4 separate regions of the Macaca mulatta genome follow, and all the other regions are linked to region 1. Evidence: chromatin contacts called from public Hi-C data. All regions are on one chromosome and are shown on one strand. The core of a region is the stretch at or near the end of the contact, and the rest is flanking DNA. Distances in the headings are between cores, read along the strand shown.

Region 1 (3,745 bases), core at 835-3,334:
GGGTTTTGCCATGTTGGCCAGGCTGGTTTTGAACTCCTGACCTCAGGTGATCCACCCACCTCGGTCTCCCAAAGTGCTGGGATTACAGGTGTGAGCCACCGTGCCCAGCTTAAACATTTTTTTGTGGAGATGGGATTTCACCACTTTGCTCAGGCTGATCTCAAACTCCTAAGCTCAAGCAATCCTCCCACCTTGGCCTCCCAAAGTGCTAGGATGACAGGCATGAGCCACCGCACCTGGCCCACAGCTGCATTTTTCAGTGCCCTGCCTGTACTGGTAGTCAGATTCAGTCAGTGTAAACCCTGGACTCTTAACACATGCTCAGTCCAAGCTGGCAGCCACCAAATGAGTTTAAATGTCACCAGGGTTCAAACCTTTAACAGATAAGCCAGAGACTGCCAGGGAAATTAAAGTTAGAAAACCCATTGCTTCACTAGGGCTCTTGTCTTGATTTGGCCCTTGCCTATCCTGTGGGCACCCTGTCACCTTCTCCTGTCCACATACATGCCAAACTCGTTCAGGCCTCTGGGCACTCACACTGCTGTTTCCTGTATGGGATGTTCTTATCTCACTTCAATGATAACCTTTCCTCAGAGACTTCATGGCCACTCTAAATCAGCACCTAATGGTCCATTTTCTTCATGACACCCAGACACTGCATTATTTGTGTGCCTGACTGTCACTTCTTTCCCCTGATACTCCCAGTGCCCAGCACATAGTAGGTGCTTAATAAGGACTAACAGGATTAAAAAAAAATCACAGTTGCAGAATACATGCCTGCTTTGGGAAGGACATAGAAACACTTCAGTCTCACGTTAGTTTATGGAGAGTAGCTGGCTTCCTGAATAGACAGGCGGGCAAGGCCTTTTATCAAAAGGCTAGTGAAGCTGAGGGTTAACATGAGCCAGGGCCAGTTGGGGAGGGTCACCAACTACTTACCAACCGATTCTCTTTGCCTCTTGCTTCTCGGCAGAACTTTATAAGCTCGTTTTCAATAGTGGCTGGTGAGAATGTGACATCTCTGTCTTTGAGGTCCTGGTAAAATCTTCCCAGATAAGAAATACAAACTGGAAAAGAGAGGGACGGGAGATGCTCAGCAATCACCAAGCTGTTCCAATCCACCAGGAAGGAACTCCGCCAACAATTTTAATAGGAGACATGAGGATGAATCATTAGAGGTGAGCTTTTCCATCACCGATTTTTCTCAGTTGCCTACAGGTAGACGGAACCCGGTTCAAGGTGGCAGGGGTCCCCTGGTACACCCAGGTAATCAAAAGACCAAGCATCACCCAATGACCTATAAACGACTCCTCCCTGCTCCTTTCATCAAGTTTAAGCCCATGGTGAACACGTGTCCTTGAGACGGGACTCACTGTGACCTCGTAAATGGAGAGACTGGAAGGTGAGGAGAAAAACCATCAAAATGCTGCTGCTAATTTCCAAATACAACAGCGCACCCAGAGGTGCAGCTTCGTGATCCCAACAGACAGGGCGCAGCACCCACGGCCAGCCCTGGGGCTCCCGACGTCGGACGGGGAGCGGTAACCTCTGGACGGTGGTGGGGACAATAACTCAGGCGTGATGGAGATTTCAGGCCAAGTTTTCAACGGGATCTAGTCTCAACTTTTCCTCGTCGGACCAATGTTTTCTAGGCCCGGGCAAGATTTACTAGGGCGGGCGCCGAAGCCTCCTCGTGCAGGCCCCGCCGGGACCCCCCGTCGCCCCCGCCCCCGCCCTCGCCCCCGCCCTCTTGGCCCCCGCCGTCTGGTGATTTTGTGGGGTTCAGCGCCGTCGCCAGAACGGTCACGGAGCGCGGCCCCAGGCCCCCCATCCAGCACCTTCGCAGTCGCCTGGCCGCAGCGCCCGGCCGCCCGGCAGCACGCTCAGAGCCAGCGCCACCGCCAGCCCCTGCGTAGCCCACATCCTCCTCCTCCTCCTCCGCCGCTGCTGCCGCCGCCGACCGACTAAACCGCACCCGCCGCGCCGCGCCGCCTCCAAGTCCCGGCCGCGCGCCGTAGCTCCCCATTGGCGGGGGGCCCTCCGCGCCCTCCCACACGCCACATCTCCATTGGTCCATAAGCCGTGGAGCCCAGACGGGCGGCTCCACGCTACCCTCCCTCATTGGCTGGTGGTGTCTGAGCCCTAGACAGTTGTCGGCCGCTGATTGAACCCGGGCCGGCCGCAGGAAGCGGCTACAGCAGCGACGGAAGCGGCGTGGGCCACCATATTGGGTAAGGGCAGCGACTCTACTGAGGCTGGGTACCGCTAGCTGAAATGGGGTTCGCCACTGCCTTACATCTGTTGAGTTGACCCGCGTACCCCTGCTCTGGGCCCCAGGCTTGCTCGAAAAACCCTGCGGATTTCCTCGCCCGGACTCCGACTCGTGGCGCAGTTGTTCTGGGGTCAGCCAAGACAGCAGGTTAGGCAGGGAGGGCGGGCGACCGCAGGCAAGACTCAAAAGTTTCTTTCCTTTTTTCTTCTTTCCTACGCGTGGGCAACGGACCCAACCTTTGGAAGCCCATCTGCTGAACCTCCACCTGACCAGAGCCCGCCGTGCGTAGGCTGACAGGAGACGTGCGGGGTGGACGGACTGCGGGACATCCGGAGGAAGGGCTCAAGGCGCGCCAATCTCAAAGCTGGGCCGCCACTCTAGACCGTGGAGGGCAGCGCCCGGGCCGGATCATCGGTCGAGGATATGGGGTCGCCTCAGCGTGGGAAGGTGAGGGGCTCGGGAGGTGCCCTTACAAGCTCAGAAGCGTGGCTCAGTGGCTGGCCCGCCTTCTCCTGCCTCCCCGCTAGGCCTTCGGGGTCCCCTGTTGCTGAGGGGCCTCCTGAGTGGGGTCCCGGGGATCAGCAGAGAAGCACTGGAGGATGTTTCCATTTCGACTGCCCTCCTTTCAAGTGCCCCCCTGGCTTCCTGCGTTGGGGAAGGGTTGGCTCTACTCAGTGCAAAAAGGACATGTCTATGGGGCTAAAAAGGGCTTGGAGCCCGGCGACAAGGGTTGGAGAGGGGCACATCCTCCGCTCCCATTCAGTGAATTCAGTGGATCATTATCAGATATTCATCTTTAATTCACATCACAGCAGTCAAGGAAGTGGGGAAAGGGGGAAAAAATCAAGTGGCAGATATTTACATCTAAAATTCACATTACTTGTTGGATTTTGAACATGCTACCACAATATATACAGTAAAATACCTCTTGGGACAATGGTACAAATTTTGTTTCCTTTAACTTTGCTTTTCTGGTACAGGTAAGATCATTTTTAAATCACTTGTTTTCTTTAAACATGAATACACAAAAGAATGGTTAGAAGTTTTCTTGTTTTAAATAAGCACAGAATGCGTGAGGTTAAAAACACATTTATAGTGCTGAATACCAATTGGACATCACACTCTATACATTTTTTGCTCAAATTCCTGTACAAATACACAGCATTCAAATAGGTATTTACAAATAAGCTTGAAAGAATGAAAATCAGTATTTTACAATCTTCTCAAAGGGTTCTCATCTCTGGCCTCCCATTTCCCCTCAGACTGAATAATTCTCCAACAAAAGGGATTTCAGAATGTGTCCTTTTCATTCAGTTAGGGAAAATGGAAAGGGGAAACAAACGGTTTCAACTTGCATAATGCGAAGCCAAATGAACCCATACTCCCCTCCTTACCTCTTGTGCCACGAAGTGGAGAAGGTAGCTGTTCTTATGGGATGACTGCCTTGTCCAGGGATTGACGTTCAGAAGTGCC
Region 2 (3,643 bases), core at 333-2,832, 700 kb after region 1:
ATCATTTCCCAATTCCTTCTCAATAGAGACTCTAGGACCAGAGCTCCCGTTATCACCTCCACCCTAGCATAGCTAATTGTTTCACAAAGTTTCCTTTTAAAACAAGACTTTCTACCAGAATAGAAGACCTCTCTGCTGGTCCTCAAATTTAAATAAATTTCATTTTCACACGATAACCTGCCTAATAGCATTCCAAAACACTCGTTACCACCGCAGTTTCAAGTTATTTGGTAGTGAACTGTGAACTAAATCTTGACTAAATTGCAGTAAAGACGGGAAACAAAAATCTGTTTAGACAGATTTCCTATCTAAAATTTTCCACTACGAGCTTAGGAAAAATAAAACCTGTACACTCAACATTTTAAATCTGTTTCTAACTGAACAAGATGATAGGTGATGCAATGAGGCTTAACTCTTATCATGTAATTGACACAAAAAACTAAAATTGTAAAACATTCAATACTTTAAATTACTGAATATTCTTTTTAAAGAAGTAGATTACTGTAAGAGTTATTTAGCTTCTGGAGTTTAACACTTATAACAGATAAAAAAAGGTTTCTAAGAGGAATAGGGTCTCAACTGAAAACAGGTTAAAAAAAAAACCCGTGTCTATAAAACATCTAAACATTGATACATGTCCAAAAACATTTCCCATTGTAAAGTATTATTTCTAATACTAACGGCAAAACAAAACAGATCAAACATTTGCAGTCAAATGTCCAAATTTTTGAACTGAGAAAATGATGTCAACGTTTTTCATCCGTTTAAGGTTCCAGACCAAAAATAAACAGCCACCGGGTTCATCAATTCAGGTGCGGAAACTCATTAAAATTGAGCTTCTGGAGCGAAAAAAACATATTACCAGAATTTGGCTTCTCGGGTAAAATTGCCCCGTGGCCCACACCAGAAACCTCGGGCAACTGCCCGGGCCTTGCCCACCCCTCCCGCGGGCCGCACCTGCCAAGGCCGCACCGCCAGCGCCCCCTGCCGCCCTCTCTGCAGAGAGACCCGCGCCCACCCCCGCACCCGCACCCGCACCCGCACCCGCCCCCACCCCGCGCTAGCCCGGCGCCGAGGCCGCGCAGCCTGCGGGCAGGGGCGGGGGCGAGAGGATGCGAATCCAGGCGGGGCCGGGAGCTGGGCGCGTCCCTCAGAACCCCAGGCAAGACCAGGCCGGAGCCTCACCTACCTACGCCGTATTTCTCCTCCTCCGTGGGGGTCCACATGACCGTGCCGGGCGCGGCCCCGCGGGCGCGGCAACCGGGCGACAACGCGGCGGGGACGGCCGCGGGCCCGGCTGTGGCGCACCGCGAGTCGAGGCGGGGACGGTCAGGCGGCGCGGGGCAGTGGGCGGCGCATCCCTCACAGGCCGTCCGGGATGCCGCCGCCACCCCCTCCACGTCTGGACCGCGAGGCTCCGCGGGTGGCCCAGCAGCCCCTGGCGGCGCGGGCGAAGGCTCGCCACCTGTCCTTCGCCGCTGCTCCCGTGCCGCCGCTTGCTTCCTCCCAGCTCCGCCGCCGGGCTCCCGGCGCCGCCGCGGCTCGGCTCGCCCCAGCGGGCTCGCAGGACGCCCGCGCATGCGCCACTCCCTGCCGCGCAGGGGCTCGCGCTGCCCGGGCTCGCGCCGTCCCGAGCCCGCGCGCGAATCCACGCGCCGCTGCTGCGCGCCAGCAGAGGGAAATCCGCGAGAAGCGATTGGACTGTCCGGCCCCGGACTGGCTTTCTCGCTGGTCTGGGGCCCTCAGCTGCAGCAAACTACGGAGGGGGCGAGGCCGGTCAGGTGGGCGACTCCCTCTACCCAGACTCCAGACTCGCTTCCGCTTCCAATGCCTCCTGCCTGCGCCCGGAGATGGCCAAAGGCCTCCTGCTCGGAGAGGGGAGATCTGGAAAAGGAGGAGACGACACCATTTTCAGACCCATCCCAGTGTCACCCACAGTGCTGTCGGAAAGGTCCCCGGAGCCACCCTGTGCATTCCCAGGGTCCGCAGGGTGGAGTCGCCACGAGGGAACTAGGTGGGGTGCACTCGTGGCCGTCTCTCCTGGATACCCTCTGGGCTGAGGCCGCTGACACCTAGGTTCTTGCTTCTCTAAGTTGGCCTGAGTGGTGAATGTTTGGGGCCAGAATAATCACAGCTGCCTTGCTAGTAAAGAAGCACTTCATTGGGCCCTTCAGGTTCCTACCCAGGACACGGCCTCTGCTGCTCCTGGGTGTCTGCCTCCCTTGGGGCCCTAAGTACAGGCTCCTACGGGAAACTCCTCCTCTCTCTCCTCCCTAAGAATCCATTCATTCTGATGCCTGTAAATGTCACCTTGTGACCCCCAAGTCAACCACTTACCAAAGGCCATGAACTGCAGAACTTCTCCTTTACACCTACATTTGGACCACATGCCCTAATCCCAGCAGATTTGCCCATCTCTGTCACTAGCACTACTAAGTCAAAACCCTAGTGTCATCCTTCACTAGCGCTCTCAGACACCCCCACAACCTTCAAAGTCCAGCTCAGCCCCTCACCTCCAAGAAGCCTGCCCTGACCCATAGGCTCCTTTCCTTCTTTGTCTGGAATTGGAGCTATGTTCAATTTGTCTTATTTCCCTTATAAGACTGTCAGCTCCCAGAAGGCAAGCTCCAGGCTAAAATCATCTTTCTAACCCCTCACCACCAACCCAGCACCTGGTGTATAGTTGTTGCATGGGAAGCCAGACTAGTACAAGAATATCTTGTAATCAACAGATCTTGATTCTTCCTTCAAAGTGTCATTATTGGTAACTCCTCCCAGGCCTGATTGTGCTCTCCTGGGTTATGGCCACCCCTTTCCACCTTCCGATCTTTAGGCTCCTCCCCTCACTAATCATAGCTGCCCACTCCTGCCCAGAAAATGTCTGTTCTGTGAATGATAGAATTTCTCAATAGCCAGATACACTTCTATTTAGGGGTAGCAGGGATGTCCAACAACATAACGAAAGAGCTAACCGTCCGAGAAGACAGACCCCTCCCCAGTGGCCACCATGGAAGTATACTATGGAATGAAGCCACATTCTTACAGAACTCTCCAGGGAGCTAGTCAACAAGTGGGGCTGAGCTACGCAGGCCTTCGGGGAAAAACCTTAAAGCTCTTATTTCATCCTCTAAGTTCACTCCCTTGTCTGCTGTATGTGATGACAGTCACAGAGCCTAGGGCCAGTTTTTCCAAAGTTTATACTCTTGTTCCCAGTCTGAATCCATCTTAGATTACGGCTTTCCCAGATGAAGAAAATTCTCCATGATTGCACACCTCAGCTCCAGGGTGGAAGGGCATTAAACCCAACCAGGGAAGGGAAAAGAAGGGACCAAAGTGAGAAGGAAGGGACTTAGTAAGCCTGGACTCCTACACTCTTGCTATTTGTATAAATTTAGATTGCGTGAGTTCAAGCAAAAGGGCATAGCACACATTGGCCTTCAGCAGAACTGTGCACCTGCTCTCTTATCCCCCTAGCATCTGCTCTGATCCTTTCCTTCCTCAGGCTCCCAGTCCACTCAACACACCACACACACACACTCTCCCAGTATATGAGCTACCTTCCAGCTTGCCTCTGAAAATCAAGACCCTCTGCATAGTAACCTTCCCTCCTCTCCAATCGCTCTGCTTTGTGTTCTCGCCACCA
Region 3 (3,704 bases), core at 890-3,389, 770 kb after region 1:
ACTTCAACCATTACTTGCCAGTTGGGAGATCTAGGGTATATTGTAACCTCTCCATGCCTCAGTTTCCACACCTGTAAAGAGGAGACAATATGTGGTAGTTGTGACAATGACATGAGGCTGCAAATTGCTGAGAGTGCTTGGCACATAGTAAGTGTTCAGTTGAATAGTCATGGTGAGGGGTAAGAAGTATAGTTTTGGTAGAGAGCCTGGGATTTGGCCCCATAAGAGACCCAAGTTCAAAATTGTAACTCTGTTGCCTGGCAGCTGCAAAGTCCTTTTGTCTTCATAGTAATGAGACAGTGGACAGTTCCTACTGCCAAGTCAGTGGTCCACACAGGGGCCCCATACCAGGCTATCCAGGTATCCCACCCCTCAAGGTGGGTTATAAGGTATCCATCCCCTCTACCCTCATTCCAAGAAACTGGCTTCTGACCAACTCAGGAGGGGGCTGGCAGAGTTGCACTGATGAAGCCTGGCTTCCCTTTAGGAAATCTGCAGAGAAGTTACTGCCCTGAAGTCTGAAACTTAAACCATTTTTCCCCCAGTTTCATAGGGTTTTGCTTTCAGGTCTCTTGCCTTCTGCCATTCTGGGCAGAGCAAGCTGAGCTCTGTCTTCCCTGGACACTATCGTTCAGGCCCTTCAACACAGCCAGGGGTCTGTCATCCCTGCCCAGGATCTCAAAGCTAGCCTCCTTTCTGAGGACCCTGGGTGCACACACTGGGAGGGGGTGAGGGGTAGGGAGTGGACCTGCGACCTCTCCAAATCCCACAGTTCTTCTGGCCCAAGGATTTGGAGGAGAGTCACACAGACCCCACATAGATGCTCCACAGTGAATCCAGTGAACTGAAACAGGTGGAGAGGGTCCTGGTAGGAGTGTGGGCTTCTGATTCAGAGCTGGGATCAAGCTCTTACCCTGCCATTTCCTAGCGTTTGTTCCCTGGGGCTGTCTTCCGTCTGCATAACGGGAGCAACACCAGTTGTAGAGGATCAAATGCAGCAAGTACTCCCTGTAGATAAGAGCGAGTGTTACTACTCTGCCCCACCACCCTGCCCCAACCTCTACTACCCTGCTCCCAGATTATCTCCCAATGTTTTGAGCTGCAGGACTCTCTCTCTCAGCATTTTTTTTTTGGGGGGGGGGGCACCAACGCAGAGTCCGGGCCATCTGGGGCTGTCTCTGCTTGCTTCCTTCAATCTGTAGTCTCTTCTCCCCTGACTGGCCGGGCCGGCCAGAATTTGAAAAGTTGGGATGTGCTTTCTCCTTCAACTCTCAAAGAAAACGTTCTTGTCTGGATCTTTCTGGCTGTGGTGACCGCCAGCTTGACCCCAGTGGACCCACTCATTTCTGGAACCGTCCTCTGCACCCCACCCTGCCCTAAGTCCCGCTCCAGACCTCACCCCATGCCACCCAATCCGACACCCGACACACAGAGTCCTAGGGTCCAGGAGCGGCCGTCCCAACACCGGGCGTTTGCCCACGCCGACAGACCTCCTTGGAGGAGTCGCTAGCAGGGAGGACGAGGCCGGGACTCCGCCCCCCGCCCTGCCAGGAGTTCCACGGCGAGATAAGAGGGCCGTTCCCCAACGACGCAGAATGCCAGAAGGCAATCTGGGCGCGGGTTGCTGAGCCCGGGCCCCTCCTTAACTTTCCCCACCCGGTCTTTCCCTACTGATCTCTCCGTCCTACCCCGCTGGGTAGCGTCAGCCCCGGGTCCACGCGCTGCTATTGGCCCTCCCCGACCGCTCGGCTCCACCTTCAGCGTCGCGATTGGTCGGCTCGCAGGGCCCCGCCCCGTTTTCCTGGAAAGTTCTTGGAAATCTGTCAAAGTATTTCCTTTCACTGCCCAGGGCCCCAGACCCGGCGACTGCGCCCGCGCACCCCGCCCGGGCCCCACCGCTCAGCCTGCGGTTCTAGGAAGACGCCGCTTCCGGGAAGGGCTGGGACGCGGCAGACAAAGGATTAGGCAGCAGCTCGCCCCGCCCCTCTCGTCCGGCCCGCCCCACCTTGCCCTCGCAGGCGGTCCGCGCCACTGCCTCTCAGTCCCTGCCCTGCGCCCGCGCGCCCCGGGAGCCTACCCTGCACGCGCTCCGCGCCCACTGGTTCCTTCCCGCCGCCGCCGTCCAGCCGAGTCCCTACTCCGGAGTCGCCGCTGCCGCGGGGACATGGTCCTCTGCGTTCAGGGGTAAGCGCGGCTCTCTGCCCCCGCCTGGCCACCAAGAGGGGCGCACGGAAGAACAGGGGCCATGTGCTAGCTGCCGGGCATTGGGAGGGCTTGACGGGCCAGAGGTGACTGAGCGCGGACAGACCTCGGGAGCGAGGCTCTGTGTGGGGCTGTGACACTCCTACTCCCCACCCCCACACACTCACCTCAATTCCCACTGTGGATTGGGAAACCGGGGGCTGGCTGGCTACAGGAGGAACTTACGGGGTGGGCTCAGCCTGGGTTCTCACTGGAGCAAATGGACACCAACGGCAGGGCGTCCACCAAGATGTGGCCAACAATCCCAGATCTTCTTCTGGGCCCAGAGCACTCTACACTAGCCTGCCGGCTGCCCTGCCTGCTAGTAACCTTGGACCAGCCCCTGGCCCCCTCTGTCCTGGTGTCCCCTCTCCTGTCCCAGGCTAGCAAATAGGCTCTTTTTTCTTTTTTGGGAAGACAGCCCGAGATCCTTGCCTTTCCTCAGTCTGGCACCTGATGGTCAGCAACTCTTGGGAGCAACCCTTTCAACCAAAGGGTCTGATGCTGGCCATGGTGATCTGACAGGAGCTCAGGGAGCTCCAAGGAGAGAAGAAGAAGGTATAAATGGGTGTTCTGCACTCAGGGAGAACTGGGTGGCTGTGCTTATCACAACTGGCCTGGTGCCAAGTGAGGGAGGGTGGAAGGTGAGGCCAGGGAAGAGGACATGAAGGTGCTGGGAAGACTACTTCTCCCTTGCTGTCTCCAGCAAGTTCCTTCCTCCTGTCTGCATTCGGGGACTCCTGAACACCTGCTCCACCACTACCTTCCTCCCCAGGAGCCTCCCCCTGCATTCTGGGGTCCCATAGGCTCTTTTACTTTTTACCCTAGCTAAGCACCCCCTTATAAGCTCAGGGCCAGTGTTGGGTGTCGGGGAACAAAGTTTTTAACAGACTGCTGGGCTCCAAAGCAGGCACACACATGTACCTAGAATACACCAGCCACTGTCCCCACCATGATGACACAGCCATGGACACACCCCTGCCCAGGTACACAGTCACTCACCAGGAGCTTGTGGTGATCAACACAGCTATTCATACACCCAGCTACCACGTCAGCCCCAGAGGTGCCCACACCCACAGGTGGAATCTGTCTGAGGACCGGCTAAGCTATCTGGACATGGCCACCCACAGAGGTTCCAGCCTGACTGGCTAGCCACCAACCGTGCCCCTGGGAAGGTAGCTCTGGGCTCCAGCAGGCAGGTCATCTCAAAATTTGGCCTCCAGTTCTCCAAGAGGGATTTCCGAGCTCCCACAGTACAGCCAGGGTATGTGTGGAACAGTTTTTAGCAGTCTGTGGTGTGCCAGAGTTGTGTGGCCTTTCTCACTGTGAGTGATCATAGGGCCATGATTTATTAGAACCTAGAGCGTCACCTATAACCTACACAGGAGTCAGGTCTGGCTCCTGCTACCGGCTCCTGCCTACCCCTCCCTGCCTCACAAGCAATACTGGCGCTGTTTGCCCAT
Region 4 (3,894 bases), core at 529-3,028, 810 kb after region 1:
GACTATAGGCGCCCGCCACCGCGCCCGGCTAGTTTTTTGTATTTTTTAGTAGAGACGGGGTTTCACCGTGTTAGCCAGGATGGTCTCGATCTCCTGACCTCGTGATCCGCCCGTCTCGGCCTCCCAAAGTGCTGAGATTACAGGCTTGAGCCACCGCGCCCGGCCTTTTTTTTTTTTTTGAGACGGAGTCTCTCTCTGTCACCCAGGCTGGAGTGCAGTGGCCGGATCTCAGCTCACTGCAAGCTCCGCCTCCCGGGTCTACGCCATTCTCCTGCCTCAGCCTCCCGAGTAGCTGGGACTACAGGTGCCCGCCGCCTGGCCCAGTTAGTTTTTTGTATTTTTTTAGTAGAGACGGGGTTTCACCGTGTTAGCCAGGCTGGTCTCAATCTCCTGACCTCGTGATCCACCCGTCTCGGCCTCCCAAAGTGCTGGGATTACAGGCTTGAGCCACCGCGCCCGGCCTGCCACTTATGTTTTCTTCACATTTTTAGCTGGAATGGGCTCAGCCCATGGCTCAGTCTCTGCTAATAAATGGGTTGGTGGCAGGTTAGGGCACATATTTGGGGATAGGACAGATCTGTGTCTAACCTAGTGTGTGTGATCTTAAGCAAGTCATTATTTCTGAATTTCACTTTCTTAATCCGTAAGATGGGAGAAAATCACACCAAACCCATGGCAAGCAAAGCATTAGACTATGAATATCCAAGGCCTGGGAGGCAGCTCAACACACAGCAGAGACCAGATGTTACACGATCTTAACTGATGTTACAAGGGGCAGATGATTGCCTTTGATTGGGAGCTTTGAATCTGACATTTTGTGTGTACTGTCAAGGATTTATATGCTGAAAATTTCCTCCTAATTTAACCCATAATCCAGGACATTAGTGTAAACCGCCAACTAAAAAATTTACAATTTTATATTTAAAGATGTCACAAGCAAGTTTAACTGAAGGTTTAAAATCAGCGGTCCCCTTTGCTTCCAGATAAAAGTCCAAACTAGCATTTATTGAGCACCTGCTAAGTGCCACATCTTCAAATACAAGTAGGGTCCGAGAAGGGAAGCGACTTGCCCAACATCACTTAGGTAGAAACTGTCCCAGGTAAGCTGGGCACAGTGGCTCACGCCTGTGTAATTCCAGCACTTTGGGAGGCCGAAGTGGGCGGATCACGAGGTCACGAGTTCCAGACCAGCCTGGCCAGCATAGTGAAACCCCGTCTCTACTAAAGATACAAAAAATTAGCCGGGCACGGTGGCCGGCGCCTGCAGTCCCAGCTACTCGGGAGGCTGAGGCAGGAGAATTGTTTGAACCCAGCAGGCAGAGGTTGCAGCGAGCCGAGGTCATGCCACTGCACTCCAGCCTGGGTGCCAGAGAGAGACTCCGTCTCCAAAAAAAAAAAAAAAGAGAGAGAGAGAAAAAGAAACTGTCCCAGGCAAGACACGAACCCGAGAGTCCACCAGACTCCAGAAGCGGCTCTGTGCACCAGTACGCCGTCCCAGGAACCAAGGCCCGAAGTCAGAGGTGTAAATTCCCTCACAGCTACGCACTGCATTGTTAACGACCCAGACGGGGTCCCCTCCCTCCAATCCTGTTTCTCCATCTGCACTATGGAGAATGGGACCGGCCAGGTCTCCAGGCGGTTGCAGTCGAAACATCCCCTTCCGATCCCCACCTCCCGTGCATACCTGCCTGAGAGGCTCCCCACCCTCCCACCAGCCGGAGAAGCTGCCCCGTACTGAACGCCAGGACGTGCGTGGCCCGTCGCTCGCTCCCTTGGATGCCCCGCTTCCGGGGTTGGCGCATTTAAGAAAAGGCTCGGGCGGACACCGTAGCCCAGCTTCAGGGTTCCCATCGCCTGTGGGTTCCTCCCAGGAGACCCCTGCGGATGGGTGGGGAGGGTGTGAATTCCACGCCCTCTACGCCCGCAGGCCTACATGCAGGAAAGTGCGGGGGATGTGTGTGGGGTTGACCCCTGGAGACCCGGACCTGCTGGTCTTCCTTAAAATCACATCAGGGATTTGGCTCCAACCCAAGGGGATTGCTCCGAGCTGGCTTTTAGGAACCGAGCCTGGTAGGTGTGTGGGCAGAGCCCAGTAGCCTGCCGGAACGGAGGCGTGTCACCAAAGGGCCTGTGTGTTCGGGCGGGGACCAGATGTCCGGGGGCGTGGTCTATCTTAGCCGGGTGGAGCTGTGCGAAGGCGGGTTCCAGTGTTGAAGACAGGTCCAACTTTGGGGTCCAGTCCCAGTGTCGTGACCCTACCTAGGTCAGTGGCAGAGCCCACCAGGGGGCCGGCTGAGTGGCAGCCAGACCCCAGGGGCCACTCTTTTCCTGGTGCGAATCCTGACTCTATTTGGCAACTCATCAAGAGACTTTGTCCAGGTGTTGGGACCCCTCTGGACCTCAGTTGCGCCTTCTATAAAATACACGGCAGCGTCTCGCAAAGTGTGTCTTGTCAACATCCCCCCACCAGAATGTACTGTTAACTACCTTTTTTTTTTTTTTTTTTTTTTTTTGAGACGGAGTTTTGCTCTTGTTGCCCAGGGTGAAGTACAATGGCGCGATCTCTGCTCACTGCAACCTCGGACTCCAGGTTCAAGCGATTCTCCAGCCTTAGTCTCCCAATTAGCTGGGATTACAGACGTGAGCCAACACGACCGGCTAATTCTGTATTTTTAATAGAGACGGGGTTTCACCATGTTGGTCAAGCTGGTCTCGAACTCCTGACCTTAGGTGATCCATTGCCTCGGCCTCTCAAAGTGCTGGGATTACAGGCGTGAGCCACCACGCCAGGCCTTAAACTATTAAACATGCCGTTTCCCTGGATCCTTCCCAGACCGGGAGACACAGGAGCGTTCGCATTTGTACCAGGCTACCCTGTGACCCCCCACTCCTTTGAAAACCGGCGGATTAAGAGTATCTGAGGGCTCCGGAGTATCTGAGGGCTCCTTCCCTGAGCTGATCATGCTGTGGATGGAAGCTATTGTAAGGGTATATGTAGACTTGCCTGGGTCGGGGTGCCCAATAATAAATCCGCCCCACTCTCAACTTCTCTGGACGCAGATTTCCCATTTCTAGCCCGGGGTTGGAGTCATTTGCCAAGAACCCTCACACCAGAGGACCCATCTGAGTAGAAAGCCAAGGTTCACGAAGGGAAAAGTAGTTTCTTCAAGGTCACAAAGTCAGCCAGAGTTCAGTGCAGGCCCAAGGACTCCCAGTCCACTGCTCTCCCCAAGTCTCCTCTGTACATCCGCGTTTTGGGGGCGTGAGTCTGCCCTGGCACGGGTAGCTGGCAGGGGTCCCGAGGTCTGGCCTGGGAAGGACCTAGCCACGTACGGTCCCCAGCCCAACTTCAGCGCAGGCCACGCAGTCAGGGCTACTCTCTAAAAACTGCAACCAGGCTCCAGGCTCCAGGCTCCAGGCTCCCTCTAGGGGTGGAGCCAGACCCGAGCGACAAGCGAACAGTCCAATTCTGGGCGGGCTCTAGGCCCGACAGCCAATCGGGGACCGGGGGCGCGGAGCGCGCAGGGAGGCAAGGCGCTGTAGCTTCGGGGATCCCCCGAGGCTGCCCGCCCGGCCCCACCCCCGCCGTGGGTCCCGGCCCTACCCACACTAGCTCACCCACCCTGGCTCAGGCCGGCAGAGCCAGCGCTCGCAGCTGAGGCCGGTGCGCAGTAGCGGGCCTGGCCAGCGGCTCGGAGCTTGCAGGGAGGGTGGACCTCTGGTCGGACCCGCAGCCCCACGCCGGGCCTGGGGGTTCCCCCCGCCCCGGCCTCCTGCCAGTCACTACCACCCCTAGCCTCTCCAACTGAGCTCGGCGCCGGGAGAGGATTAAGTAAGTGCTGAGGTCGCTGCTCCTGTGCAAGAAGGGAGGCATCACAGGGTCGCGGAGGCGGG

The links. Hi-C and Micro-C count contacts between places; a contact is called where the count stands out from the background.
Region 2: a contact with region 1 is called in a Hi-C map of fetal cortex germinal zone, with 3 times the contacts expected there. The contact joins the promoter of DOCK3 here to the promoter of MANF in region 1. A contact is called at or near these places in 2 of 14 Hi-C or Micro-C datasets (fetal cortex germinal zone and fetal cortical plate).
Region 3: a contact with region 1 is called in a Hi-C map of fetal cortical plate, with 4 times the contacts expected there. The contact joins the promoter of CISH here to the promoter of MANF in region 1. A contact is called at or near these places in 6 of 14 Hi-C or Micro-C datasets (blood, cortical neurons, fetal cortex germinal zone and 2 more).
Region 4: a contact with region 1 is called in a Hi-C map of blood, with 8 times the contacts expected there. The contact joins the promoter of HEMK1 here to the promoter of MANF in region 1. A contact is called at or near these places in 2 of 14 Hi-C or Micro-C datasets (blood and liver).

What each region holds. Positions count from the first base shown.
Region 1 is chr2:114,855,904-114,859,648 of T2T-MMU8v2.0, reverse strand. It overlaps MANF (mesencephalic astrocyte derived neurotrophic factor), which reads right to left and starts at 2,084. Exons shown (of 5, transcript XM_015130831.2): 1 at 2,039-2,084; 2 at 1,839-2,036; 3 at 940-1,067. The coding sequence starts at 2,069. It overlaps LOC114676355 (a long non-coding RNA gene), which reads left to right and starts at 2,504. Exons shown (of 2, transcript XR_003727309.2): 1 at 2,504-2,719.
Region 2 is chr2:114,154,742-114,158,384 of T2T-MMU8v2.0, reverse strand. DOCK3 (dedicator of cytokinesis 3) reads right to left here and starts at 1,582. Exons shown (of 54, transcript XM_077992951.1): 1 at 1,190-1,582. The coding sequence starts at 1,580.
Region 3 is chr2:114,089,594-114,093,297 of T2T-MMU8v2.0, reverse strand. It overlaps CISH (cytokine inducible SH2 containing protein), which reads left to right and starts at 2,139. Exons shown (of 3, transcript NM_001258075.1): 1 at 2,139-2,184. The coding sequence starts at 2,165. It also overlaps a transcript of MAPKAPK3 not described here.
Region 4 is chr2:114,044,766-114,048,659 of T2T-MMU8v2.0, reverse strand. It overlaps HEMK1 (HemK methyltransferase family member 1), which reads right to left and starts at 1,778. Exons shown (of 11, transcript XM_077992941.1): 1 at 1,685-1,778. The region is part of intron 1 of RASSF1 (Ras association domain family member 1); the gene reads left to right. It overlaps C2H3orf18 (chromosome 2 C3orf18 homolog), which reads left to right and starts at 3,621. Exons shown (of 5, transcript NM_001194849.2): 1 at 3,621-3,832.